6 separate regions of the Sus scrofa genome follow, and all the other regions are linked to region 3. Evidence: chromatin contacts called from public HiChIP or PLAC-seq data. All regions are on one chromosome and are shown on one strand. Each heading gives the region's core, a stretch centred on a gene start, on an enhancer-like site or on the middle of the called end of the contact. The rest is flanking DNA. Distances are from core to core; before and after follow the strand shown.

The links. HiChIP or PLAC-seq counts read pairs in DNA pulled down with a chosen protein or histone mark.
Region 1: a contact with region 3 is called in an H3K27ac HiChIP or PLAC-seq map of alveolar macrophages. The contact joins two enhancer-like sites. A contact is called at or near these places in 2 of 47 Hi-C or Micro-C datasets (embryonic fibroblasts and fetal heart ventricle) and 1 of 2 datasets of contacts at active chromatin or transcription factors (alveolar macrophages).
Region 2: an H3K27ac HiChIP or PLAC-seq map of alveolar macrophages shows a contact between it and region 3. The contact joins two enhancer-like sites. A contact is called at or near these places in 1 of 47 Hi-C or Micro-C datasets (embryonic fibroblasts) and 1 of 2 datasets of contacts at active chromatin or transcription factors (alveolar macrophages).
Region 4: a contact with region 3 is called in an H3K27ac HiChIP or PLAC-seq map of alveolar macrophages. The contact joins two enhancer-like sites. A contact is called at or near these places in 8 of 47 Hi-C or Micro-C datasets (alveolar macrophages, fetal heart ventricle, fetal skeletal muscle and 5 more) and 1 of 2 datasets of contacts at active chromatin or transcription factors (alveolar macrophages).
Region 5: a contact with region 3 is called in an H3K27ac HiChIP or PLAC-seq map of alveolar macrophages. The contact joins two enhancer-like sites. A contact is called at or near these places in 2 of 47 Hi-C or Micro-C datasets (embryonic fibroblasts and skeletal muscle) and 1 of 2 datasets of contacts at active chromatin or transcription factors (alveolar macrophages).
Region 6: an H3K27ac HiChIP or PLAC-seq map of alveolar macrophages shows a contact between it and region 3. The contact joins two enhancer-like sites. A contact is called at or near these places in 5 of 47 Hi-C or Micro-C datasets (embryonic fibroblasts, fetal skeletal muscle, skeletal muscle and 1 more) and 1 of 2 datasets of contacts at active chromatin or transcription factors (alveolar macrophages).

The regions. Positions count from the first base shown.
Region 1 is chr14:100,306,259-100,311,070 of Sscrofa11.1, reverse strand. No RefSeq gene overlaps it. Among named protein-coding and RNA genes, the nearest start is that of RNLS, 300 kb to the left of the region's middle. Within about 2 kb of position 3,075, at least 7 of the 83 cell types and tissues checked have an H3K27ac peak or open chromatin away from gene starts, as enhancers often do. A contact at or near this core is called in alveolar macrophages, where this site is marked.
Region 2 is chr14:100,263,407-100,268,007 of Sscrofa11.1, reverse strand. No RefSeq gene overlaps it. Among named protein-coding and RNA genes, the nearest start is that of PTEN, 340 kb to the right of the region's middle. Within about 2 kb of position 2,982, at least 10 of the 83 cell types and tissues checked have an H3K27ac peak or open chromatin away from gene starts, as enhancers often do. A contact at or near this core is called in alveolar macrophages, where this site is marked.
Region 3 is chr14:100,575,724-100,580,590 of Sscrofa11.1, reverse strand. The region is part of intron 4 of RNLS (renalase); the gene reads left to right. Among named protein-coding and RNA genes, the nearest start is that of RNLS, 27 kb to the left of the region's middle. Within about 2 kb of position 1,415, at least 5 of the 83 cell types and tissues checked have an H3K27ac peak or open chromatin away from gene starts, as enhancers often do. A contact at or near this core is called in alveolar macrophages, where this site is marked.
Region 4 is chr14:100,864,836-100,869,880 of Sscrofa11.1, reverse strand. It overlaps ACTA2 (actin, alpha 2, smooth muscle, aorta), which reads left to right. Exons shown (of 9, transcript NM_001164650.1): 9 at 1,442-1,586. The coding sequence ends at 1,585. Among named protein-coding and RNA genes, the nearest start is that of ACTA2, 19 kb to the left of the region's middle. Within about 2 kb of position 3,615, at least 16 of the 83 cell types and tissues checked have an H3K27ac peak or open chromatin away from gene starts, as enhancers often do. A contact at or near this core is called in alveolar macrophages, where this site is marked.
Region 5 is chr14:100,188,823-100,193,883 of Sscrofa11.1, reverse strand. No RefSeq gene overlaps it. Among named protein-coding and RNA genes, the nearest start is that of PTEN, 260 kb to the right of the region's middle. Within about 2 kb of position 2,988, at least 4 of the 83 cell types and tissues checked have an H3K27ac peak or open chromatin away from gene starts, as enhancers often do. A contact at or near this core is called in alveolar macrophages, where this site is marked.
Region 6 is chr14:100,147,855-100,152,388 of Sscrofa11.1, reverse strand. No RefSeq gene overlaps it. Among named protein-coding and RNA genes, the nearest start is that of PTEN, 220 kb to the right of the region's middle. Within about 2 kb of position 1,983, at least 7 of the 83 cell types and tissues checked have an H3K27ac peak or open chromatin away from gene starts, as enhancers often do. A contact at or near this core is called in alveolar macrophages, where this site is marked.

The DNA.
Region 1 (4,812 bases), core at 1,826-4,325, 270 kb after region 3:
TAGGAGAACACTTACAAACCTATAAGAGAAGCATGAGGCCCCCCCCTTTCTCCAGTAGAAAAATAGATTCAGTCTATCTATTTCCCCTTTAATATCCTATTTAACAGAAAGTGCAAAAAAAAAAAAAAACAGGAAAAAAAATATATACACATATATGAACATGTTTTTCCTGGTAAATAATCAAAATATATACATACTTATACATGTGTGTATATATATGTGTGTTTTTATATAGATATGTAAATATAAAAATCATGTTCTCCTTCATGAGTGAACAAAAGAATGCAGGTTAAAAACCACAAATAAATGCAACTTTTAACTTATCAAATTGACATCTTTTAAAAAATTACTAACTTCTAAAAGAAGATCAAAACTGACTGTTAGAGGTTAAAATGTCCACATCCTCTCTCATAGTAAGTTGGCAATATGTATCAAATTTTTTAAGGATTTTTTTGACTCGATAATTATAATTTTAAAGGAATCTAGTTTAAAGAAAGATACAGAAAATTTATTTGTAGTATGTTTCAGTTATGATAGTGAAAACCTGGAAACAACCTAAATAAACACTAATAGGAAATGGCTGAATAAATTCCAGTAGATCAGAACAGTGGAATTTAATGCAGTCATTTGAAAATGTGCTTTCAAAGCATACTTGCCTGTCTGGAATAGTTCTGTGATATGCTGTTAAGACAGAAAACCCAAAATATGTAACACTAAGACCAGAATATAGTATAATCTCCATTCTATAAAAACATAAGGTGCATGTAATGTGTATTTATATATATGTGTATGTGTGTGTGTATACACATATATATTTTTTTCATACATATATATATCTATTTTCCTTTAGTTTTCATGTATATATATATATGAAAACTAAAGAAAAATAGATCAACATTTTAAGTTCTCAAGGTAGTGGGATTTTGAGTGATTTTTATACTTTTTCTGTGGTTTTATTTTTGTATTTTTATACTTTTACTATATTTTTATAAGGAACAAATAGGCTGCCATTCGACCTTGTTTTAAGGTGCTTCAGAGAGCAGAACCAAGACCAGTAGCATTAGGAAAGCTAAACTGAAGCTAATGACCAAAAGAAATTTCTAACCAGCAGAACTTTCCAATGGGCAGCAGACCTCTGGGGGCTTCTCTCTGCCATCCCAGGAAGTGATCCAGCAGAGTCTGGGTGATTACTAACTAGAATAGTCCACAGTGGGGAGAGGTCACAGGAACTGTGCTTCCCAACCCTGGCTGAGCCATTGCCACCTGGAGGAAGGCAAGAGAGGTGGGGGTTGAGGTGGGAGAATGCAGATTCCATACACCCCCATCTACCGGAATTGAACCTCCAGGGCTGAAGTCTAGGAATTTGCAATTTATTTAAATTTTCCCAGAGAACTCAGAGGCGTTTAGATAATTTCTGCATTGGAGAATGCATAAATTAGAAGATTTAGGGGTGTACCCAGTGGGGGCACTTGAAGCAAGTCAGAGACTCAGAGTCTGGAGATTGACTATTTCCATATAAAACCAAGGAGAATAGTACGGATACAAAGGGAAGTGTGCTGGTGGGACTAGGATGGAGAATGGAGTCACTTGAAGATAGGCACTGTGCACTGTTTAATAATCTAGGCATTTAACCTCTAGTCTAGGGGCCCCTCAGATTGTAACCCAAATAAAAGAATGTTCTTGTTTTTAGAAAATACATTCTGGGAGTTCCCGTAGTGGCTCAGCAGAAACAAATCTGACTAGTAACCATAAGGTTGTGGGTTCCATCCCTGGCCCCACTCAGTGAGTTAAGGATCCAGTGTTGCCATGAGCTGTGGTGTAGGTCACAGACATGGCTCAGATATGGTGTTGCTGTGGCTGTGGTGTAGGCCAGTAGCTACAGCTCTGATTCAACCCCTAGCCTGGGAACTTCCACATGCTGTGGGTGCCGCCCTAAAAAGCAAAAAAAAAAAAAAAAAAAAGCTGAAGTATTTAGTAGTAAAGGGGCATTTTGTCTACAACTAACTCTCAGATGGTTTAGAAGAAAAAAAATAGATAAGGAGATGAGAAATGCAAATGTGGCTAAACTAGAAATTTAAATAAAAGATAAAGAGACATCTTTGTCCTATTTTTTCATCTTCTCTGTAAGCTTGAAATTTTAGTGAAATAAAATGTTTCTCTCCAAAAGAACACAATTTTTTTTTTTTGTTTTTTTAGAGCCATACTAGCAGCATATAGAGGTTCCCAGGCTAGGGGGTTGAATCGGAGCTGCAACTGCCAGCCTACACCACAGCCACAGCAATGCTGGATCCTTAACCCACTGAGCGAGGCCATGAATTGAAGCTGCATCCTCATGGATACTGGTCAGATTCATTTCTGCTGAGCCATGACAGGAACTCCAATAAGACAATTGAAGACAAATCAAACACAATGGTAATCTCTAGGCCACTTGAATTTAAATCACTAGGTATACTTTTTCATTCATTCATTTATCCAGCCAACATTGATCAAGTGTCTATTCTGTACCAGGGTCTCCATTCAAAACACTTGGGATATATCAAAGATCAAAACACTTCCCTGTTCTCACACTGGTCAAATTAGAATTTCATAATATAAAATGCAAATCTGGTGGCCCTGAGACTGGATACATTAGAATTTCTGGAGAAAGGCCCAGGGATCCATATTATATAAAATTTCCTAGGATGCTGCTTATATATGCTAATGCTTTGCTGTTGTTTGAAATATGGGCTTTGACCTATAAGTGGCTCATAATAGCAATTTAGAGAGCTGAGAATTTTTTAAATTAAAATAGCAAAGAATGGGAAAAGAACAGAAAAAGAAAATAACATGGTGACATATAGGTATTGTTTCATAAAACTTTTGTTTCAGTGCCCTAGGACACTAAGTAAACTGGATTTCATATAGAAATCCACTGCCAGAAAATATGTAAAACATATCACTCCTCTTTCCTGTCTAGCCCCTATACCTAACAGTTCTCCCTTAGTTCAAATCTGGGGCTGCTAAGAGGCTGGGACACATCCGCCACCGTAAGAAGCAACAGGCTGTTCTGGGAATTTGACTAACTGGTCATATTCCTGACGTAACAGCACTTCCTTTTCCTTCTGTGTCGAGCCTAGATTGCATTCTCCCACAGATGGCAATGTCTTCAGCACACATCACATCATTTTCTTTGACAGACCCGACATAGCTCAGCACACTGTCTGTCCTGGCACTCTGTGGCAGAGATGGAGCAGCACACAGAAAGGAACTTCTAGAACCAAATGCTTCCATTTGGTGAGATACTTTTTGAGGGAATGAGAGCACAGGACATGTTGCAACCAGTTTTTCAGGCCACGATGCTAGGTGTTTAATTCAGGCCCCTCATGTATGGTTGAAATCCTAGGCAACTCATACTTTCTGACCCAGATGAGAGATAACGGTTGTCTTAAATCATAATGAAACAGGATGGGGTTAGCAAACCCACATGAAACACGCTGAGGAGTCCTCCTGGGAAACCCAAGAGCCTGCTGAGCTGACCAGTCCTGGGATGCTCCAGCAGTTGACCTGTGAGCTGGCCACACAAGTTTGCTGTCATTAAGAAGAGAAATCCAAAGGCTGGTTCAGCATAAATGGTCCCCTGGCTGCATTGAGGGCGGTGGCAAGTGAGTCATAAGCAGTTCAGGAAAGTAACGACGCACCCCAGAGGCCTAAGAAGTGCTGCTTTCATCTCTGTCTCATAGCAAGAGGAGTATCTCTTAAGGAACTGAAAATGGAATTACTCAAACTAAAAACTGCTGACCTCACCAGGACAATTCCTTTCCTAACCTGAGCCTTGGAAGCCCCCCCCCTCCCCAAATAAATTTGCTCATCAGAAAAGGGCAGAATTAGATACTCTCAGATGTACTCAGGGACATATTCAGAGCATTAGAAGCCAACCCTTCTCCACCTCAAACCAAAGCACTGAAGTGCTTGATTCTGTGCAGTTGTGGTAGAAATGCCCTCTATCAAAGGCAAGCTCCAATACCACAAGCCAAAGATAAATAACAGAGGAAATCATTGAGACCATGACCTCTTGGTGACCCCCGGGAGCTAAATCTTTGCTAGACCTCAGACTATCAAACAGGCCACCAGCCCGCCAGCAGCAGTTTATGTATGAACAGCCTGGAAGCCATCTCTGCCTGCAGAAGACTGGCTCTCTAGAAGCTTGAGAAGAGAAATCCCAAAGGAATTTCTTGTTCTCTTCCCCAAAGCAGGGGTTTGTTGTTTGGGAGAAGAATCCCCTTCTGAAAAATGAGCTCATTCCTGGGACGCTGCCAGGGTCATCCAGAAAAGGTATTTGCCTGGGAGTTGGGATGGTGTCTATTTCCCATCCAGTGGTGAGATAATTAGGATTTGAAAAATGTGTTCTTTGGATAACCAACAACAACAAAAAAATGAACTGGTAGGATCTCACAAGGGCCTTCTCCCTGCTGTAAATTTTAGTAATGGATGCAAATCAGCAAACATTACAGAGTATTTCCTATCTGACAAGCATTGTACAAAGTTCTCTGAGGATGCTGAACAGAACCAGACTCAAGTTGCTCCTAGAAGGAAACACCGAGTAGATGGAAACATGGAGTCCCCTCTTGAGACAGTGTCATAGCCAGGAAAGAGACCTGGCCACCACTTCTGCTTTAGGAACCCTGGAGGCATAGGACAGCAACTGAGGCTGAAGGAAGCCAGTATCTAAAGCAGGGAGTGGCCTCAAATTGCTCTTGGAGTGTCCGGCCTGAAGACAGGCAAAGTCAGCTAAATCCTCAGGGGAAACACACACACACACACACACACACACAC
Region 2 (4,601 bases), core at 1,733-4,232, 310 kb after region 3:
ATGGCAAAATTCTTGGCAAAAAGAGGCAAAGGAGTGAAAACAGCCCAAATGTCCATCAATTACACTATGGGTAAATAAAATATTATTTGTCCACACAGTGGAATACTATTCGGCAATAAAAAAAGAATACTGACACAACATGGCGCAACATGGATGGTCATCAAAACATTATGAATCCATTTGAACAGAATGTTTAGAATCAGCAAATCCATAAAAGCAGAAAGTAGGTTGCACTTGTCAGGAGCTTACAGGAGAGAGGAATGGAGAGTGATTGTGAATGGATACAGACTTTGGGGACATTGAAAATATTCTAAAGTTGACTGTGGTGTGTCTACACAGTTCTGTGGATGTACTAAAAATGCTGAATTGTATATTTTGAATAGGTGGATTATGTAGTATGCAAGTTATATTTAAATAAAGCTGTTACTAATTTTTTTTAAAGAACCAAAAGGAAGACTGCTAGCAAGACTTCTGGAACAGATTTCGTTGCTCTAAAAAAAAAAAATTAAAAAAAAAAAAAAAAACCACAAAGAAGAGTTGGCCCCTCTTTCTGGAGGCTGATGTATCTGAATATGATCACTGAGGATAATAGCCTACCTACCATGACAGGAGCCAATAGAAGCCAGAACCGACCCACGGGGTAGGCCAGAGCCAAGAGAAGCACCTAGATTTATCATTACTTAAGATAATAACTCTTCTTATTTCTTAGGCCAGCTCAGTTGGGGTTTTCTGTAATTTGTAACTACAGCATTCTAATGAATACAGTTCTGTGAAGAGGAAGAAATTTTGATTTTTCAGAAAGACTATGAATTTACACTAATTTGCAAGTGTAATCCACATGAAAGTTTGAATTGTAGCTCAAAATCTGGAGAAAGGGATGAATGGATTGATTAATCGATTGATTGATAGGGAGTTCCTTGCTCAGAGCTGAAGGCTAAAGCCCCAGAGAGGGCACAGAGAGAGTAAAAGGAGAGTCTGAGCTGCCTGGACAACCTTCACTGAGCTAGAGGAAGAGAAGGAAAAATTAGTAAAGGAGACTGATAAAAAGTATGTGGAAAGGACACGGGAGAGCTTGAAAACCCTGCAAATGCAGTCGTGCACACCAAGAAATGGGTTCAGGAAGAAAAGATTAAAGCTTGGGTCAAATTGTACCAAAGAAACCAAGGAGGAAATAGAGAAAATATGATTAAATAGGTAACAAAGTGGTAATTTTAAGAAAAATATTTTAGGGAGTTCCTGTTGTGTCTCAGTGGGTTACGAACCCAACTAGTATCCATGAAGATGTGGGTTTGATCCCTGGCCTTACTTAGTGGATTAAGTATCTGGTGTTGCTGTGGCTGAGGCATAGGCCAGCAGCTGCAGCTCCAATTTGACCCAGCCTGGGAACTCCCATATGTCCCTAAAAAGCAAAAAAAAAAAAAAAAAACATTTAAGAATTAAAAATTAAAAATGGGAGTTCCTATCCAGGCACAGATGAAACGAATCCAACTAGGAACCATGAGGTTGTGGGTTCAAATCCTGGCCTTGCTTAGTGGGTTAAGGATCCTGGCCATGCTGTGAGCTGTGGTATAGGTCGCAGGCGAGGTTCAGATCCTGTGTTGCTGTGGCTGTGGCCTAGGCCGACAGCTGTAGTTCTTATTGGACCCCTAGCCTGGTAACCTCCACATGCTGTGGCTGCAGCCCTAAAAAGCAAAATAAATAATAAATAAATAAATATTTTAAAAAATTAGGCGTTCCCGTCGTGGCTCAGTGGTTAACAAATCCGACTAGGAACCATGTGGTTGCGGGTTTGAACCCTGGCCTTGCTCAGTGGGTTAAGGATCCGGCATTGCCACGAGCTATGTGTAGGTCTCAGACGTGGCTCGGATCCCACATTGCTGTGGCTCTGGCGTAGGCGGGCAGCTACAGCTCTGATTACACCCCTAGCCTGGGAATCTCCATATGCTGCAAGTGCAGCCCTAGAAAAATACAAAAAAAAAAAAAAAAAAAGAAATGAAAAGTGAAAACAACAACAACAAAATGTAGTTTTAAGAGAGTGATGGTGACAAAAGCCAGGGTTTAGAAGATATGGGTGGGGGTACAGTGAGTAGACACTGAGAAAAGAGGTGGCAGCAGTATAGATACATCCTTATGGAAGCTGGGTCATTGTAGAAAACCACTAAGATGTAGAGGCAGTGTGTTATCATAGCATAACCTAGTCTTATTCTTGCTACAGACAGTGAAAGAGAAAAAAGTCAGGAAAAAAAGTGGGAAAAGAGAGGAACTAAGTCGAAGCAAATTTCTCTAATTTTTGTTTTGGTTTTTCATAGTTTTAGATCAAATGAGACCCAAGCATGTTAGTTAGGAAAACAGAAAGAGTCAGTAGAAAGGAAAACCTTGCAAATGAAAAAGCAGTGTCCTAAAAAGAGCAGGAAATACAGCAGTGTTCAAGCCCAGCGGTGGGTCTCTGCCTTTCTTCCAAGACAGGAGTGAAAATCTGGACCCAGAATGAATACCTGCAGTTTGGGTTAGAGAAGGAAATTGAGGGGGCCCACCCTCATTGGCTCATGCACTTGACTTCTGAGAAAGGCAAGGGGAGGCTGGAGTTTGGAATCCTGGGAACAGAGCAATTTCAAGGGATGACGAGTGTCTAGGACTGAAATAACCATGCATGCAACCATCGCCTTTGTGTATCAACCTCCTGGCAGCTGTCCATGTAGAATGACTGGCAAGCACGGCAACTGACTGCATTGCATTCTTTTGGTTTAAATTTGATAGGCATTTCTTGGACAGAATCATCATTATTTTAAAAGGATAGTCATACCCAGGAAGGGTTAAAATTCATTTTTCAAGTTCTAGCCCAGTTCCCAACCCTTACTGTTTCCCCAAGTCCTTTAACAAAATTTGTTATCCCATTGACAGGCCAGTGTTGGTCCCCTCCACAGAACAACACATGCTGTGCTCTCTCTCTGAGTGTACTCATGATGAACTTCAAGCCACACATCTGCTGCAGAGAAGGAACTCTTATTCCCAAATGGCTGACATCAGCTGAAGATTCTGGGTTCATCTCTACTGTAGCGTATTTTTATTAGATAGACTGCTGGAGAATCAGAGGAATAAATTTAGTTACTATGTCTATACCTCATTACAATGCATCCCCAACTATTGTTCTTTTCATCAGCTTAATGTTATTCTGAGACTCTGTTTCTAAAAAGTGAATATCTGGATTAAAACCAACGTCCCATCCTCATTTACTGCCAAGCCATTGCTATATCTGTGCTAAGGATGTATTATTGTGATGTCACCACCCCAAGCCTCTTTCTTTGATTTAAAGCAGTGGTTGGCAAAGATTTTGTGTAAAGGCCCAGAGAGTAAATATTTTAGGCTTTGTGAGACACATGCTCTCTGCTGCAATTAGTCAGTTGTCATTGTAACACGAAAGCAGCCAGAGATGATACCTAAACGAATGAACATGGTCGTGTTCCAATAAAACTTTATTTACAAAAACAGGCAGTAGGTTGGATTTAGCCCATAGGCTATTCTTTGCCAACCTGGGATTGGCAAGAAGACTTCAGGTGAACTGATAGCTAAAAAACAGTATCTTTTCATGTGCTCATCTCCTAGAAGGGAAAAAAAAAAAAAACACCACTAAAACATTTTTCTTGGACATTTTATTTCATTTGTAGCCAACAGTATGGCATTTCCCCCATTCTAATACATGGCATCTTAAGTTTTTAGATTCCTTTCCCACAAAAAGTTGACAACAGCAGTAGAATTTAACTCAGGGAAGAGAGGGTTAAGTGGTTCAAAATTGAAGGGTGAAAGTATCACTTATCTGCAAACACAGCCTCCTCTTTAGAAACTGATTTACCCAGACATTGAGTTGATTATAAGAGATGTAGAGTAAAAACAAATTTGCTGACCTTCATTTCAGAGATCAAAGGTTAAATTCATACCCTGTAGGATGGTTCTGTTAAATCACTCCCAAGCTGCCTGGTGACATATTTTTGAAAAATATTTCTCTCCAACTTTATCAAGTGTTCTTTGTGTTCTGGAAACATGATTTGAAGTCCCAGCTGGAGCTGGGACCTTATGAGTCTTAGATAGCTGAAATTCTTCTTCAACTATATCCAGAGACATGTGGTTAGTTGGGAGAGACATTAATTGCAGGGATATTAATACCTCTGAGTCTAGTTTTATTTATCAAAGATTGATATTCTGTCTTTCTAGTTGTTGAAGACTGAAATTAAAATTTTGCACTGGATAACAAGGGGTTGTATAAACTGTGCACAGATAAAGAGCTGAAATTGTCCACTTTGATGTCCTTGACATTGGGCTGGATAAACATGTCTTAAATTATAATGTCTGTTGATGACTGAGTGTTCCTAACTTCTTTGCCTCTAAGCACTGCTTCGGCACAGAATCCCAACAGTTCCAAAATTAGGAAAACTTTGTGCACAAATTAGTTAAATTCAAAACCTTTATTTTAAAAAAGGCAAAGTTTTTGTCTCTTCAATTATGAATTCATACAAAACCTTTACAGAATTCATTTTATGACAAAGTTTTGTCAGTCATAGTGAGATGAAAAAAGTTAGAACACCAGTGTAAGTATTTTATATAGC
Region 3 (4,867 bases), core at 166-2,665:
AGTGAAACAAGACACAATATAATCAGCCAAGACTAAGGAGGGGCAGGAGGTTTTGAAGTTTTAAATGGAGAGAAGAGGTGTGAGTAATCACCCAAGGGAGTGACTTGAGCAGGATGAGGTAGGGTAGCTAGGTAGCACTAAGATCCACTTGAAGTTAGTAATTACGAGTTTAAAATGAGACCCAGTCAATATTTCCCTCTAGAACTTGATCTCTTCTAAGCACATTAGATATTTTAAATATTTGAGACAATGGAAAATGACTAAAATGAGTGAATACTGAATTTATGCTGCTTTGCTACCTAAGATTTTTTTTTTCAATTTACTACTGAAATGTTTTTAATTGGAATGTTTTATACCTGATTTTGTTAGAATTAAGGCCTTTGGATAAGAACATAGAATAGCTCACTCTGGTTCAACTTTTCTTTTTTTTTTTTTTTTTTTTTTCTTGATTTTTTGAGTAAGCTTTTTTTTTTTTTTTTATTTTATTTTTTATTTTCCCACTGTACAGCAAGGGGGTCAGGTTATCCTTACACGTATACATTGCAATTACAGTTTTTCCCCCACCCTTTCTTCTGTTGCAACATGAGTATCTAGACATAGTTCTCAATGCTGGTTCAACTTTTCTGATCAAAGTAACCAAAATGAACAAGAATCTTTAGTGCCTTTGTTTTGGTTGATGATGCTGCTGAATATGGGAAAAGGATGTAAAAATGACAACTAGTTTGAATCTCTTTCTAAATATATTATTTTCATAAAAAGGGAAATAAGAAGTAAATGGTAGGATGTAATAGTCATTCTCTAGAAATTTCTGAAATTCTGAACTATGCTTAATCATTCATTCAGCCATTTATTAATTTAATAAGCATTTTCTGAGCATCTCTTCTCTCATCAATCACAGGAAGAGCTACACTGAATATAGCATGATTCCTACCTGAATATACCTGAATTCCTACCTGCATTACAGACATTCAGACATTACACTACTTTTAGAGGAGGTGTACATAATTTATATTACAGTATAAAAAGATATACTCAAGCTAATATATTTAGAGAACATAGTTCCTATGTGGTACCACATAGACTTAGCACTGATAAAGAGAGAATGTTATAAAATCAGTAAAATAAAAAAATTCAAGCTCATGATTAAATTCAATATGTTATATACAAAATCTGTTTCACAGCAAACAGCGTGCTCATGGAGACTTTTTTGTCATGAGTACAGTTCTGTGCTTCCTAAAATCTTAATTAGAAATGACCAATTCTTAAAGAATTACTAGTTCTCAAGATTGTTACACTTCCCTTTTTCAAGACCAGTTGGGGCTTTTGAAGAGTTAACAGTTTCATAAATCTGGCCTATGATTCATTCTTCTGTTGAAGCCAGGCTTGGTGCCCACAGGCTGTAGGACACACAGATGAACAGCATGTGGCAGTGTTTAAATGCTATTCTGAAAGCTGATGTCACAGGCCTAAGACAATTTAGAACACTTCTCTGCAATGATTTCAAGTGCATCTTGGGATTATATTTTTCTTTTATATTTCTATGTGTCATGCTTTGTTTGCCAAACAGAATATAGAAAATGAATAGGCATTTTTCTGGCACAATTCTTAGTAGATAAATTGTCAGAATGAACTCTACTGCTTAAGAAAAACACAGTTTAGTCACTGAATGTGGCTGCATGTAGGTTGTTACTGTGGGAAATTTTGGTTTGGCCAAAGTGTTATTTTCTTTTAAAATTCTGATAGACCAAGGTTTTTTTTTTTTTTTTTTGTTTTCATAATACTCCCACTCCACACACACACCCCCAAAAGAGCAAGCTATCCTATTACCGAGGCTTTTCTCGTATGAATATAGTTGCACGAATCTAACAAAATTGTGAATTTATTTTGTTGTGACTTTAAATTAGAGATTTTATTTGAATAAAAGAGAATTAATCTTTTGATTCGTTTTTTACTTTCATAGAGAATTTTCTTTCAGTTAGATTTTTTTTCCATTTACAATGGAGTGAATTTTAAGCCATCCTCAAAATACAGATATGTTTGTGTGCGTTTCCTCCTCATTGTCTTTAACATTTTAAGGTAATTATGCTCTTAGTGATTAAAATCTTTATATAGTAATATAATAGGGGAAAACATCTATGAACATGCAGTAGTCATTATCAGACAGTTGATGTATAAATATCTTTCTAGTTTGTGACTGTTGACCTTACACATGAATGTTCTCACTACTCTTTTTTATTTACTGTCATCACAAAGACTTTGCTTTGAGAGAATGTGATTTCTTATTGCCTCCATTACCAATTGCTTTCCATTTGTTTAACATACACATACATCTAATGAGTACTCACCATATTCCAGGAATTGTCCCAGATTCTGAGATCATCTAGGTTAATGAGCCCTAGCCCCACTTCTTAAGGAGCTTATAGTGGGAAGATTTGTTGGTTGCATTTCTCTTTTAGTTGCTTCTGAAATATGTTGTTTTGTATGCAGTTGGGCTTAAGAGCAACTACTAGTCATTTCTTCTGCCCTTCTTCCTAATCCTGGCTCTGCTGCTTATTATCTGTGTGTCCTTGGGCACATTACTTAACCTCTCTGACTCCTTGATTTCTTCTCAGTACAGTTGAGGTGGTAAGTCCTACCGTATCAGGGCATTTGAGAGATTAAAATAAATAATGTATTAAAACACCTGATAAATTGCTGGCACATGATCAGTGGTCAATGAAAGAAGCTGCTGCTGCTGCTGTTTAGCTTGTATTTGTCACATGTCTGGCCCTTCTTGCTAAGGTTTAGTTCCTTTTCATTCCCTTGCTGTTATGCATTCTTCAAACACATTGGGAATTTAAAATAGAGTAAATAGCAAGAGCTTCAATTTATGAGCATCTTTTATGTGGTAGATATTTTACATGTCTTGTCAGTAATCCTCAAAACAACCCCAAAAGTATACTTACTATATAGGGCAAGACCAGGGAGATAAAAATTACTTTCTAAAGCTATGAAACTACCTACTAGAAGACCGAAAATACAGAGTCCAAAGCTTATCATCTTTTTACTGCCACACATTCTTTCCAAGATTCCTTCTAATTCTAAATTCTTTAAAAATTTTTTTGAAAAGGGATGTGCATTATGACCAGAAGCAGAAGAAGTGTTCATTCGAACACAATCTCAAACACTCAAAATCTGGATGCTCGATGATGTCATTAAGAAGCTAACATATAGTGACCTGCATAAGTGTGACTGATAATCCATGGACAGACCAAAGTTACCAAAATAGTTCATGGATCTGGCCACCTGCATCATTTGTTTTTTCTGTATCATCTGAAATTAGAATTCTTTTTAATAGGGGATTATGTTAGGGCGAGTGTTTCCCTTCATTAGGCTTTCGGAAATATTTTAAAAATTTTTGTAAAAGTTTATCACTGATTTTTCTTAAAAGATTTGTTTTTTCTGTTTTGACTTTTCTTTAATCATAGGTGGTAAACATGGACAATCTGTCCTTGCTTTGGTGGAGAAGTTCTCTGTCTTTATTCTTATGTTGTGGTTCTCTGGTAGCCTGAGGACATCAGGCATAAAGAGATGATAGTTAAGGAGATGTACAGCAGACCCATGTGACTCAGTTGCTGAGCCATTGCCTACTGAGTTCAGTGTAGCAAGAGTTCCTCATTTAGAAAGAGGAACTTATGGGTATGTATTTTCCATGGAGAAACTGAACAAACTATTAAATTAAATTAGAATAATTAGAATTCTATGTAGAATTCTCAATATCAGCTTCTAAATGGTTACTTTGGGCAAATGCCGTCTGGACTTCATTTTCCTCCTCTGTAAAATGAGACCATTGAATTTTAGAACCCCAAGATCCCTTCTCGGTCTAAAATCTAAAATGATTCTGTGAAAAGTCAGGCATGTGTGTGTGTGAGATCTCTCTTTGAAGTGTAAGTTATTTGCACATAAGTTTATAGACTATAGATGTCAGAAAGTGCGTTTAGAAAAAGTAAATGTGGGTGAGTGTGAGAGAAATATTTCATTGTTGTTTACAAACACCTTCGTTAACAAACTTGCATCTTTCCCGAACATGTTAGGTTTGTGGGGAGCAAAGAAAAAAGCAGGTCATATTCAAAAAATGATTCAATTTTTTAAGATAATGTTTAATTTATTTGCCTTTTTCACCCATTAAACTTCAGTTTCTTGAGTTCTGCTTTATCTCTGCCACCTTACACTGCCCCAAGTCATATTTTTTGAATGAAGGAAGGAATTGAATGATAAAATCCCCAGAGTACCTGATTACACACTGTGGACAACCTTGAGAAAGTAAGACTTACTGGATTTGCACTCTCTTTATACTCAGCTATCTCATCACCTGCTGTGTACCTATATTATGTTGAAGGGAAAAAAATCCACAATCACCAAAAGTTACCAAAGGAAAAAAAAAATCCTCTATTTATCCTGTTTCCGTCACTGAATTCTCATTAAAAGAAGACAAACTACTATGTTTTTGATGATTAAGTTGAATACTTTTTTTAAAGTTTACACACATAAATAATCTTTATTTCTATAAAGCAGTTCTGTTTGCACAGTAAAACCACTGAATGAAATATAGCAGAAGTTTGAGTAGGGTTTTTCTCCCATTTGCAGAAAGATATATCTAAAGCAAAAGTGAGACATAGTAACAACCAAAAATATAAAAAGTTCTGTGATTGTGTATGTCGATGTGTGGGTAGGTGGGTAGGGATTGATGTTAGTATAGATATCGTATTGAGGAAGGAATGGCATTTAGAGACACTGTTATTTGTATATATTCTGAAGCAACTCATGAGTATAGTACCCACTCTAATAATAGTAAGTTTCAATATTAGTTGTTCTAAATCTAATAATG
Region 4 (5,045 bases), core at 2,366-4,865, 290 kb before region 3:
GTGTACATAACTGGTGTGACCTAGGTCAGTTAATTAAAGCCCCTCTCCGTCTGTTTTCTCATATGGACTCTGTGAGTAATTCAGTACTTACTCTTCAAAGTGGTTATGAGAATTAAATGAGAAAGAACACATAAAATGCTTAGTGCAGCACTCGTCACATAGTAAGTGCTCAGTGAATGTCTGCCTACTTGCAATAAAAGTAAATGTTCAAGGAGTTCTCTGGTGGCCCAGTGGGTTAAGGATCCGGCATTGTCCCTGTTGTGGCTCAGGTTTGACCCTTGGCCCAGGAACTTCCTCATGCTTCAGGAGCTGCCAAAATAAATAAATAAAATAAAATAAAATAAAATAAAATAAAATAAAATAAAATAAAATAAAATAAAATAAATGTTCAACCAGAGCTCGGGGGATAAATAGAAATTAAACCTTTTCACCACGGTTTCAGAAATAATCTTATCTGTTGGCCAAAGTATCCATATTAATTTCCACCCATGTAACCATATTTGCAGTGGAATTTGAAGTGCTCGATTAGAGTTATTTTTTTTTAATTTTTTGCTTTTTAGGGATGCACCTGCAGTATATGGAGGTTCCCAGGATAGGGGTCCAATTGGAGCTACAGCTGCCGGCCTATACCACAGCTCATGGCAAAGCCAGATCCTTAACTCACTGAGCGAGGCCAGGGATCAAACCCTCAACCTCATGGTTACTAGTGGGATTCCTTTCTGCTGCACCACGATGGGAACTCCCGATTCTAGCTATTTGTAGCGCTGCACAAGTAGACATACTCTTGGCCTGATTGACTGCTCTTTGGGCCTAAACATTCATTTATTTAAGAAATGTCAGCATGTCCTTGCCTGCCAAGGCTGTGCCATGGGTAAGGCCAGCTGGTGTAGCCTAACCGGGACCTATCCCAGGGGCGTGGTCATCCCAGTGGGGAACCCTGGGCCCCTCAGTGTTAAACAGTGCATCTCGGTGGACTTAGCCGAGTATATAGTAAGATCTTGTAGGGTAAGTTCTGGCACAGTCAAACTGCTCTTTGGAGATGCTGGAGTTTGTATCTGTAGGATGCATGTGCCCATGTGCTGTGCTGAGTTCTGAAGAACAACTGATGGCAGTCAGGGACATGGTCAGGGCTTAAGTGGTAGCCAAGCAGGATTTGGGGCTGTCAGTTTTCCCAAAGGTAGACTGAATGCAGCAGAGGCTTCACATGCTCTGGAGGAGAATGTGTGAAAAAGAAGCCAGGAAAACAATGCACTTACTGAAGAATCTCTAAATCCACAGCTTATTCACACCTCAAGGGTTAGGAAGGTTGGATATCTAACAGCTAAGACGGTCCCTGCTGTCCATGAAATTTGAGCCAAGGTCACCAAATCCGGACCACAGCAGAATGCCCAGGCCCTGTCCTTGTGCACTAATGGCCCTTCTTTCTCATCCTGACCAACAGATCATTGCCCCTCCTGAGCGCAAATACTCCGTCTGGATTGGTGGCTCCATCCTGGCCTCTCTGTCCACCTTCCAGCAAATGTGGATCAGCAAACAGGAGTACGACGAAGCCGGGCCGTCCATTGTCCACCGCAAATGCTTCTAAAACACTTACCCTGCTCGCTGTCTGTCTCTAGCACACACTGTGAATGTTTTGTGGAATAATGCCTTCAATTCTTTTCCAAATCATTCCTAGCCAAAGCTCTGACTCGTTACCTTATGTGTTTTTTAATAAATCTGAAATATGTTACCTGTAATTTGCAGCTTTGGTCTCTGTTGGGTTGACCTCACCCGTTACAGAGTGGCTCCCTCTAGTGGTGCAGCCGAGGATATGACAACCAGGACGTGTAAGTTTCCCAGGAAAGGGTAGACTCACATTAACACTGGAAGTTCCACATAAATGCTTTTAAGTGGGAAGAATTTGAAGATACACCGGAGATGAATATAAACATGGATTAAAGTGTATCAGTAAGAGAGTCCACACTGAATTCCAACTTGCGGAATCATTATACAACTCTACTCTCTTATAACCTCGGTTCTGGTAGCCTGATGGCTGAAAGCAAACAGGTGTGTGTGTGTATATTGCACATACACATATATCATATTTTGTAATATATTAACACATAACTTTTAACTTATGTATTAAACTTAATAAATATATATTAAAAGGTGGTATGACTTTCAGGTTTACCAGAGGACAAAAACAGAAAGAAATACTGCTCTAAAATCTCACTACACATCTAGATCATGTTTCCCTTTTGATCAATATTTGTCTCTGAAAACAATACTACAAATACATTCACAACAGGAGGGACGGGAAAAATAACAATACTTCCCAAGGACCACTGGTGTCAATCATCATGTATTTACAGGTATCCTCACTCATTTGTTCATCAGAAATACATGTGGAAAATATTATCCTGTCCATTTTATAGATAAATGGGAGTTGTTCCCTTAATACCATCATACAGGAGAGCTGCCACCCTTTGTTTCTCTTTTACCCATGTGGCTTGTAGGAGATACAAATACATATAAAAACTCCTCTCTGTCCCTAAACAGAGACAGAGACTCCTGTCCTTAGTCTCAAGGCAGTGTTCTGTCCAGACTGTTGAGTGTCCTCAGCAGCTCCCAGGCTGGGTACCACTTGTTCTCCTGGGTACAAACATCTGGATGGGGTAATCAACCACCGATTGTCCTTGGGAGTGAGAGGATCTCCATTCACGTCGACATCTCACTGCAGAGACCTCAGGGCCCAAGATTTAATGGCTATTTGGTCCAGAAAACCCAAGCTCCCCTGGTCTTCTCTGCCCTGTAGCTTGAGGTAATTAGGATGATTATTGCAAATAATATGAGCTGTCATGTGCTGGGCACCTGTCATGACCAGATCCTGCCAAGCCCTTTCTATTAGGATCTCATTTCATCCCACAACAGCCCTATGGAGTGGATGTTCTCACTCTCTCTCTCTCTCTCTTTTTTTTTTCCTCACAGTTGGAGCAACTGAGGCTACCCAGGTTAAGGAATATACCCAATGTCATTCCACTGACAGAGGTGAGACTTGAGCTGCAAATCCATACTTTTAGCTTTTAAGCCAGCATTTCTCAAAGAATAGTCCACACAGATCAACCTCTTTGGGGGCTCACTTTAAATAGGCAGATTTCTGAAAAACCCAAGGGCTGCTGAGCTACAACATCTGTTGATGTGGCTGCAAACCTGAGCTTTAATCAGATTTCTCTGGTGATTTTTTTTTGGTCACTTCCATGGCATGCAGAAGTTCCTGGGTCAAGGACTGACCCCGCGCCACAGCTGTAATCAGAGCCACAGCCATGACAACACCAGAACCTTAAGCTGCTGAGTCAGGAGGGAATTCTGGTAATTGTCTGGCACATCAAAATTTAAGAATCTCTGTAACATGCTATGATTGAAATGCTCCAGTTGTGAATTTTTGCTTACCAGGCAAGGCACTCAATACCTCCTGGACTGAAATTTAAGGATTAGACACTTGGGAATGGATCACTTTGAAAATTTAGGCAAAACTCACCAAGCATTCCCAGAGTCATTGCAAGGTTTAGGACAAGTGAACCAAGTTGGCTGTACTTCATATTCACCACCAGAGGGCGCGAGCTCTCCGCTAAAGGAAAGGGCTTTTAGACCAGTTTCTCAATCTGGAAACTGGCAGGGCCAGAGGCAAAAATCAGGGAAACCAGAACCATCCACTGAACATGCATGATTGAAATGTTCTTTGTGAGCACTCAGCCACAGGGCCTAAGCACTTCCTCCAGCGTAGATCAGTAACTCCTGGCCTTGATCTCACAAGATTCGCATGACTTGAAGGGCTGGACTTGGTGGCAGAGTCCCATTATCCAGGCTCATATGAATCTCCCGAGGAGAAAAAACCCACAGCAGACAGGTTTGGCTGCTTCCTCAGTCCTCTTCTCGCCTTAACGATAGCAAACCAAACACTAAGAGCCTTCTTCTATGACAGCCAATTTTCCCACCACGGGCTTTTGCAGCCCCTGAGGATGACATGGGATTTTAATAACATTGATCCACATCATGCAGCCTTTGCACAGGAGGAAGCATGACTTTTTAAATAAATGAATAATTCTCTGTTGTCTTTCTGATCTCATTTGTGCATTCATGCTAAGCTTGGGTATTTTTAGCAGGATTTCAAAGAACAGCCTGGAGAAGAATTTGCATTTCCTGTGAGGGATGGGGGCGTTGTCTGGGCCAGCATACTCACAGAGTGACCACAAGCCACTGCAGCAACTAAGCTTATACAAAAAGCCAGGAGAGAGAGAGAGAGAGCGAGAAAAAGAGAGAGAGAGAGACGGAGGGAATGGGATTGCTAGGGATGTAGTTCTTCTGTATCAGAGTGTAAAAACCAGATGTTTAAGTAATATTTGTTCCTGGGTGAGCCAAGCCAATTTAGAAAACATTTGAAAGGCACTTTCCAGATTTACAAAGAACAAGGTTCTGGCTGGATCAAACTTACTGTCTATGAGGAAATGGACATTAAACAAATAGGTAGAGTACACTAAGAGGATTACGAAAGTGGAAATACATGGGTTATAAGCTCTTATGACCTTGGGGAGGCTTCCTTGAGAAGGTGGAGTTTAAGAAGAGCCTTAAAGGAGTTCCCATTGTGGCTCAGTGGTTAACGAATCCGAATAGGAACCATGAGGTTGCGGGTTTGATCCCTGGCCTTGCTCAGGATCCGGCGTTACTTTGGGCTGTGATGTAGGTTGCAGTCGAGGCTCGGATTCCGCATTGCTGTGGCTCTGGTGTAGGCTGGTGGCTATGGCTCCAATTTGACCCTTAGCCTGGGAACCTCCATATGCCGTGGGAGCGGCCCAAGAAACAGCAAAAAAAGACAAAAAAAAAAAAAAAAAAAGAGGCCTAAAGAGTCACAGTTAACTGGGAAAAAAATGGGGGGGGGGGTGAGGGTGTTGAGACTGGAGAAGAGGAAGTAGCATGAACAGGAATGTGCTCCAGGCAGAGGCCCAGAGATGGGAGAGGACGCATGTGTAGAAAAGAGAACCCCAAAGAACTGGGCCACACATAGACTT
Region 5 (5,061 bases), core at 1,739-4,238, 390 kb after region 3:
ATCCCAGGTTGTGTACAGTCATTCTCTTGGGATATTTTGAAGTGTGGTAGAAAGGGGTTTCCACTAAACTGAATAGTTCCAGATCACTGGACTTTCTTAGTACTTCTCTGTGCTTCTTTTAATATTATTTTTGCCTTCTCCCTTACAATGAGCATTATCTTTGCTTGTCTTTATTTGTCTCTTATTCTCTCCAAATCCCTTTAACTTGCCTTTTCTCTTCTACTAAAGACAGCCAAGCTCTGTAAAATAGGTTGTAAAATAAGAACAAATAACACTTTTAAAGGGTAAATTTTATGATATGTGAATTATATCTCAGTAGAGCTATTTTTAAAGTGAATTGCTGACTATAAAATCTTGCAAAAGGTGAGATATCATATCATTCTGTTTATATTGATAATAAACTATTTCACTCTTTTGTTCAAAATATAAAAGCACAAATAGACTCGGTGAGGACCTAGCATTTTTTTCCCCATAAGTGATATACCTGAGAGTTAAGGTATAGTCTCTGAAATATCTGTTTTGTTCACCTGACCTTTTGGATTAGTTCTTATCCTATAAGTAAAGTTAATTTGAATGAGATGTAGTATGACTCTGGATTTTTTTTATTAAAGCCTCTTCCCTCTCCCTTTGTTCATTCATTTGGCATTTTTAGTAGCAAGTCCTACTATGTGTTAGGTCCTAGAAATAAACATGAATCCCTAAGTGACTCAGATCTTCCTTAGATGAATTTCAGGTATAAATCTCTAGGAAGTATGAGTTTTGATGCTTCTTTGATTTGCAATCCCATAATATCTCCATGATCCCCAAATCTAGTCAGTCCCCAGCGAAACATCACAACTAACTGAGAGGCCAGCCCACTTCTGGAAAGCTGGTCCATGGAGTGGGTAGCCTTGATCAGAGGAGAATGCTGAGAAGTGAGCAAGAGCTACTTTCAGTTGTTGTATTCTCCAGTATTTTTCCATGGAGCACCCAGAACTGTGTTATTCAAAGTATTGCTCAGACCAGCAGCATCAGTATCACCTGGCAGCTTGTAGGAAATACAGAATCTTATTCTCCACCCAAGACCTATTAAATTAGAATCAGCTTTTTAAAAAGATCCTCAAGTGATTCATATGCTCATTAACGTTTGAAGAGCTGTGAGCTAGGAAATATTGTACACGAGCATGCCTGAAACACCTGGCACTTTACCCACCACCATAACCACATCTTTCAGAGCCCTGGATGAACAATGCCAAACATAAGAAGCCACCACTTGACACAGAGGCACATCCCATTGGCCAGTAGGTAGAGATGGTCTTGATGATGCTGAGCAGATGTTCAGCATATTTGTTGAGCAGGCAGAGACCACTGCTGTTCTCCTCACCAAGCCTGTCAGGTTCAATAACTCTTTTCCAATGACTCATCTCTTCACACACATGTGTTGTAATTTTCTTTAAAGACCAGCTTGTCAGCAGCATTCAAAGCTGGGTGTTTTTCCTTTGTTGCAAAACTTCATCCGTATTCCTGGAAACATCCCCCAGCTCAAATTCAACTCAAGTCTTCCTGACACCATCTCATTCATCCACTCATTCACTTGAAAAGTACTTTCTGAGCACTGACTATGCGCCAGGCACTGCCAGCATCTGCATTTTCCATTCAGTGACCACTATGTAAACCACTTAGTTTCCACATCTTACAGAAGACAGGAAATTTATTTTTGAAGTATGAAATACAACTTCTATCCTTAATGAACTAATGCTATAATTGAAAAGGCAAGGTTTAAAATTTTGAAGTTTATGGAAAACAAATTTTTAAGAACTCAAAAAGGTGATACGTGCTGTACTAGAACCAGGGCTGGATGGTCCTCAGTCAGAAGATCTGGGACCAGGTTCTGGTTCCTCCATTAATCTACTTCAACCTTTTTGACACGCTATTTTGCCTTTCTACAATTTTCTCAACTACTTTAAAAAAACAAGATATTAGACTATCTGATCTTAAAAAATAATTCTTCCTTGTCTCCAGTATCCAAATACCCAAGGATGCATCCTGAACTACGTATATAAACTCTGATCGACTTCAAGGTAAGAAAGCATGGAGTCAACAGGCAATGGTATTTGTCATGATTAAGAGTTCTGGTTTTGATAGCAGACAAATCTATATGCAAATCCTTGATGCGATATAAACTTAATACTCTTGAGGCCTTAGACAAGTCACTCAATCTCTTTGATCCTCATGATCCTCAGTTTTCTCATTAGTTACGTGGGGATGATAATAGAACCTCCCCATAGACTTATTATGAGAATTAAATGTAATTCATGTAAAGCCCTTAGCACAGTGTCCAATGTAAATGGTGTGCTGATAGATGACAATGATGGTGTTGGTGGTGATGATAGCAGTATTCTCAGGGTCTTTTAAAGCACACAGCCTTTCCAATAAGGATAAACTTCAATACTAAATTGGAAGAATTGATAGGATATGGAATAAATTACAAAGAAACTGACCCGCTGACAGCAGAGAAGATGAAGGAAAGAATAATACAAGTAGGGAAGATGGGAATGCAGTAACCATTTGCAGGTAAGTGAATGGACAACTTTGTGGACCAGAATGGATGGGAAAGGAAAAACTTGGTTTGATAGAAAGCGTTGGACATGATGAAGCAGCACTTGAGTGTGGTGGCTCTGGCATCTCTGTGCAAAGGGGAGTTGAGAGACTGAAGGAAGGGAGACCAGCCAGGTGTCTACTGGGTCCTCACTTCTGGGCAAAATGTCACGAGCTGGACAACAGGGCAAAAAGTCAGGGAGAAAAAAGCAATCCTCTGGAGCTCAACAAGTGTCTCTTCAAAGACCCTCCCCAAGAAATTCCTCTTGGCCTCCTACACACACATGTTTAGCATTTCTTCCCACCCCAATTAAAGCTGAAAGAAACACATGACCTTGCCCATGTGTATGAAGGAGAAGCTGAGATCACATCCTGTCTCTGAGTTCTGAGTCAGAGAATCCCGGAAGAGCATATTGAGAGTTACTAAATAGACCATGTCCCTTTCAGCCTGCCTGTAGTCAGAGATCTGGTTGGATAAGAATAGGACCCAAGCCCTCCAGGCATGGCAGGGCCTCTGCAGCACCATGTGGTTGCTATTACTGACTCTAAATAAAGAGCCAAGCACTTGTATAGGCTCTGTCCCTCTTCATCTCCTTCGTGGTCTGCACCCCAGGGCTGTCCAGGAAGAACAGAATCTGCCCAGTGGAGCCATCCAAGGCAACTACTGTTCCCCAGAGCCACCATAGATGTGGAATTAGGAAATAATTTGGCTTAATTACAGACCAGATTAACCAGAACTTTGCTCCTGGGGCTGTCACTGGTTGTCCCTTGGCATGCTTCACTTGGGCTCAGTGCACTCTTGGGTATAAGCTCTTCTCTACAGCTCCCTGGATGGTAAACATGGCCCTGGCTGTGTATGAGAAACAAAGAAGCTGTCATGGGATATACAGAGCTGTGCCAGGTGAGGTGGACATCAGTGGGAGGACTGGTCAGCATTCCTCCAGCACATGACCACACTCCCACAAGTCCATGGCAGGACTCAAGCTTGACTTTCTCTCCCACAGTCCCAGTCATCTTCTGTCCAAAAAAAACAAAGATAAAAACAAAAGATGTGATGGGAGATGGAAATGGAAGTAAGCTTTCAAAGCAGCACGTGTGGCATGTCCCCCAAGGCCATAACCAGGTAAAGAATTGAGGCAGTTATGCAAGTAACGAACAGAATGGTTGCGTTGAGACTCTCACAGGAAGAGTCTCCTCAATTCTTTTCTTTCTTAGCCTTAACTCATGTATTCAGTGAGCAATTACTGAGTACTGACTGTATCACGGCTTTAGGTATTTTGAAGGATTCCACAAAGTCCCTAGTATTCTCTGCAGTAGGTGTGACATAGGGAGAAAGAGAAGACATCCCCAAGACAATGACATTTGAGTGGGATCATGGGTGATGAGTAAGGTGCCCCAGCCAGAAGGGGAGTCAGGCCAGGTGGAGAGGACTGCACAGTGAAAGGCCTGATGGGAGATAGCTCATTCCTTTAGTGACAGGAGAGGGGAGAATCCGCTGCTGCTTATAGAGCCCAGCAATCCAATACTCCTAGTGAGTGGAGCTCAATCCTTCTAAATCCTGTCTCAGTCTCCCTTCTCCCCACTAATGTTCCTGAAGGTATCTCCCATATAGGGAGTAACCAGTTATCCTGGAAGTGAGGATCTCTTTGTTGCTAAATGGCTTTCTCTATTTGTTCTTTGCTGATCCCACCCCTCCCTAAGTCACAGCACCAACGCTAACACTAAATGCACTAAACCTTCAGCACTAACATCAGCTGAAACTGAGACTTTATTTTCTAGATAGAAACGGGCTTGATGGTACAACTCAGAAATATGCAAAATGGTGTGATCAGGGCCGGAAGGTCCACAGCCATGTCCAATACGCTTCCTCAAGAAGTGTGGTAAGGAGTTCCCGTTGTGGCTCAGTGGGTTATGAACCTGACTAGTATCCATGAGAATGCAGGTTCAACCCCTGGCCTTGCTCAGTGGTTTAAGAATCTAGCATTGCCACAAGCTGGAGCATAGGTTGCAGATGGGCTCGAATCTGGCATTTCTGTGGCTGGCAGCTACAGCTCCAATTCGACTCCTAGCCTGGAAACCTCTCTATGCCACATGGCACAGGTACATCCCTAAAAAGGAAAAAAAAAAAGGCATGGAAAAGTCGGGGGGCTATCATCCTTCTAGAGCAGCTCCATTTCTGTCCCTCTTTTGAATTCTGCTTCCATGTAAGAATCCTCAAGGCATGGGAGGGGCTGAGAACCTACTGCATCTCCTCCTCTAAGGCATTAGGACTGAGTTCCAGTGCCTGGAGTTAGCACAGGTTTTGGTTGGAACTATAGATCCAAAAATGGGTAAGACCCAAATCTTGCCCTCAAAATACACAAAAGCAAAAACACAAACAATAAATTTCTACAATCTTCAAAGGAGGCAGCTCCATAAAAAAACAGGAGTATTTAGAACACAGATCCTAAGCCAGACTATGTAAATTCTAAGACATGTGACCAT
Region 6 (4,534 bases), core at 734-3,233, 430 kb after region 3:
TTAATAAATAAGAAATGCTCTGGGTCCAAGGGGTACCTTGATGGGTTTGAATATGCAAAATGGGCTGGGAGAAAAGTGAGGGAAGGGAGGCTGGGGCAGAGTTGAGTTGCTCTGCCTAAATAATAAGAATTGGAATTTGTGAGGCGAACCCAGGAAGGAGGGGATGAGAAAAAGCGGGGTCATCAGAATGAGTAACTCTGGGGCTCTCTGTGGGTGGAAGGCCAGTCAAAAAAGCCCAGGGTGTCCAGAACTTGGATGTCTATTTCCAAGATGTAGTTGTGTCCTGTTGCAATAAAAGCCCTTCCCTCTTTCTCTCTGATCTGCTGTAAAATCTCTTCTACAGTCTTCCACATGTGAGTAGGGGGGTTTGTGTGTTTATTTGTTTGTGTTGGTAGAATTCGGGGATGAGGCTCAATTTCAGGCCTGAGGCCAAGGTGGAATAGAATAACTTAAAGAGCAGAGCCACAAAGTAAGAAAGAAAAAGCCAGAAGCCAGGGGTAACCCCCAAAGAATTTGGAGAAATCACTGGACATTCACAGGGCACTGGACTGCTGATTCAAGCTCATCTTTTCTAGATATCAATGGAAAGGAAGACTCCATACAGGTGATAGGGATGGGATGGGGGGGCAGGAGGGCGGGGTCATGTGCGTGCACAGGACTGGAATAAAAAAAAAAATGAAAAGACTGAGAGGGAATGTTTGACCAAGTCTAGGCTCGGATACAGGGGGAGCCTGGCTAATAGTGACCTGGTGCCTCCCACAACCTCAGGGCTCTTCCTTAAAAGAAGCTGAACAAGTGGAGTGTTGGCTGCTGGCTGGGACATGAAAAGTCATCATCAGAAGAGGAAGCTGCTGGCTTGGGGTGGGGGTGGGGTGAGGTGGGGTATGTGTGTGTGTGTGTTCAGGCCAAGTGCTCTCTCCGGTGAGGACAACTGACCGGGAGAGTTTGATCAGATGAGGTATGAATTCCTCTTGATGGTTCAATGCTTTTACATTGAATATTTGGAAACATCTCAAAACCATGGTACCTCAAGATGGAAGACAGTTTTTCTTTATAACTGGAGCCCCTGTGAAAGCTATTAAAGGATATGTGAATATACATTAGGAAAAAACTTCACTACGAAAGGGAGAGAACAGGGTTGGATGGTGAGAAAAACCAAATTCCTGGCACCTAAAATATCATCCCATAGAAAGATGGATGCTAGCCATGGAAATATAGACCCTCCAGTAGGATAGGTTGTTATCTGGAAGGTAACAGGGAAGGAGAAGGAGTCCAGCACAGCCTCAGACAGATCCCCCTGGGCAATTTGACTTCTACCTTTCCATGTTTTGTGACTAAAGTTTCAGTTGTTTCTCCCTCATATATTTACTGAACACCAAATCAGGCACTTTTCAGGCATCCTGAGATGAAACAAACAGACAAGGCCATGCTCATAGAGACTTAAATCAGGCAATAAACAAGGGAAATGATGAATGAGATCACTCATCACTCATCATGATGAATAAGCTTGTTTTAGACACTTAAATAGCCTGTGAGTAAAATAATGCAAAGAACAGTGATGAAGAATGACTTGGTGTAGGGATGCTTTAGAGAGAAGGGTCAAACCAGGCCTTTCTGAGGAAAATTCATTTGAGCTAAAATATGGGCGATGAGAAGGAGCCAGCCCTGAGAAGATGCTGGAGAAAGGCATTCTGAGCCAAGAGAAAGAAGTGCAAAGGGTCTGGGGAGAGCAGAGGGGCCCCGCTGGCCTGGAGCTGGAGGATCCTGACTGGAGATGGGGGAAGAGGGGTGGGCAGGTCCCACGGGACTTTGGGAAGCTAAAGTGAAGAAAATCAAAGTGGGCAGCCATCTGGCACACTGTCCTGAGAAGGAGTCTCCTGAGCCGGAGAGGCCATTTCTCCAAGAAGAGAAACATGGAGCAAGTGAGCTCAGCCCACAGAGAGGCAGCCCCAGGAGCAGCACTTACAGCGAAGAGCCACCAGATGGCTCCATGGGAAGACTGCCCAAGGCCTCCTGCCCTCGCTGATGCCTTTCCTGTCCAAGGTAGAAGCACTTACTCCCACCGAACGAAAGCTTCTTCAGCAAACAGCCACTTTCCTTTGCTATTTTTTTTAACAAAAGGAACCAATAACAACCAGCACAGTAGGGTGGCCCAGGTGACTTCACATCTTTGCATCTTAATGGCTGGAAGAGGCATCTCCTACTAGCCAGGGGCTCCTCAGTGATTCACTTCCAAGCTCCCATTTTTTTTCAAAGCACTCTCTCTACCCCAACTGAGTAGATAGCCCTCCTTTCCAGATAGTCTTAGGGAAAAGGGAACCCCAGGAGCCCAGGCCACAGGCCAAACCCCAACTCTCCCAGGAGCAGACTTGCCCAGGAAGTAATGGTTCTGAGACTGAAGGACCTCAGGTGATGGTGTGTAAGAGCATGTGAAGCTAAAGGAGGCTGAGGAGCAGAATGAAAAAGGCAGGCAAGATGTTTGCTATTTTCACCAAGATTTCTTTGCAATGGTATTTTTTTTTTTTAATAAAGGCAAGAATTTCTCCAGACCTCCTAACATGCACCAGCCCTAGAAACAGAGCTGTGAAGGAAGAGACTTCAGTGACAAGCATGCAGGTGGCACCAGGAAGCAAAGGTCTACAGGACTTATCAGTGAGTCAGCTGAATCCTTTAAGGAGCCACAGGGCTCAGGGCCCTCTCGGGAGCTCTGACGGATTGAAAGGGAAAAAATAGTCAGCCTCTATCTCTGGAGAGCTTTCAATCTAAAGCTGGCATGGGAATTCTTGACAAATGAAATTCTTTTTTCTTTTTTAGCCATCTATTGGAACTAGCCTCTCCTTTCCTTGAATTCCAATAGTCTATGGTATGTATTATAGTGCTCGAAGTTGACCTATGTCCCTCACTAGATGGGAGCTCCCTGAGTCTAGGTCCATGAGTCAATCCACATATGTGTCCCCCAGCACCTCCCACAGAGACTAGAAGATATATAGATATTGATAGACAGAGAAAGATGACAATATTGTTCTCAACTCTGCTCTCTGCCTCTCCCTGACACAGGAGCGCGCGCGCACACACACACACACACACACACACACACACACACACACACTTAAAGGATATACACATTATGATCTAGCAATTCATTTTCATAACACCCACTGGGGCAAATTCAAGGTAAAGAAATGACCCTGGAATGTGAAACTGTAAGACGACTTTTCTATCTGCCTAAACAAACAAACAAAACAGCCAGGAAGGGCTCTTGATTAACTGCTTTCAGCAACTAGGAAGAAGAGAGGCTTGCTGTGCTAGTCCATCATGTTTTTATGAAAGGTCATGGGTGCAACACTGGGAAGGATGCTCCTCTAAATACAGCTCACAAACTGTCCCTGTTGAAGAAATGCTCTTCTTGCCCCTGCTTTGCTGGCAGTACAGGGTGTTTGGGGCAAGACTGGCACCCCAAAGAGCATGGTGTAGTGAGTTTAAGAACTACCACTGGCTAAATCTCCCTATGGTCTTGCTCTGACGGCATATCACCCAAGGCACCACCCCTTTAAATGGCTCCTGCTGCCTACATGGTCAGAATAATCCATTGGTCTAGAAGTCAGACCCTTCCCAGCTTAAACATCAGCCTTGGGAAAACTTCCCTGGATTCCCTCACACCCAGTAGCATCCACCATCACGTTTCCATAGCACTCTGAACTTCCAGCCCTTCACACCCTGATAATTGCTTAATTGAATTGGAATTAAATATTTGTTTAGTGTCACCAGAGCAAAACTGCTAAGCCCTGTGTGTATAGGGACCAGGTCTTTTTGTTCAAGCACTCAAATACTGGCTGGCACGGAGGAAGTCCTCATGAATATTTATGACTCATTCAGTGACTGACTGACTTGATACTCTGGTCCCAGTTTACCTTTTCTGCTTCCTCTCCTGATTCCTCCAGGCACACATCTATATTCCATCTAAATCCACTATTCCCTGACATCTGAATTTACTTGCCTATCTCTGTGACTTTGTTCACGCAATTCCTTCCTCTTGGATAACAGGTATTATTTCCATCCAATTTAAAAACAATCAGAGTCAGAGAAGACAGGAGAAGTTTTTTACTGCGATACAGTTTCGCATGCCATACAATTCACCAGTGAGTTCTAGTATACTCACAAGGTGTACAGCACCACCACTAATTCCAGAACATTTCCATCACCCCAGAAGGAAACCCCTTACCCATTAGTCATCACTGCCTATTCTCCTCCTCCCCCAGCTCCTGTCAATCATGAATCTACATTTTGTCTTCATGGATTTGCCTATCCTAGATACTTTGTTTAAAAGATTATACAGTATGTGGCCTTTTGTGTCTGGCTTCTTTCACTTAGCATCCTACTTTCAAGGTTTCTGCTTATTGACGCATGGATCAGTGCTTCATTCCTCTTACGGCTGATAGTTTGTGTTCCAGCGCATGACTACACCACATTTTTTTATTTTTTCATTCATCCGTTGATGAGCTTTGGGATTGTTTACACTTTTGGTCTATTATGA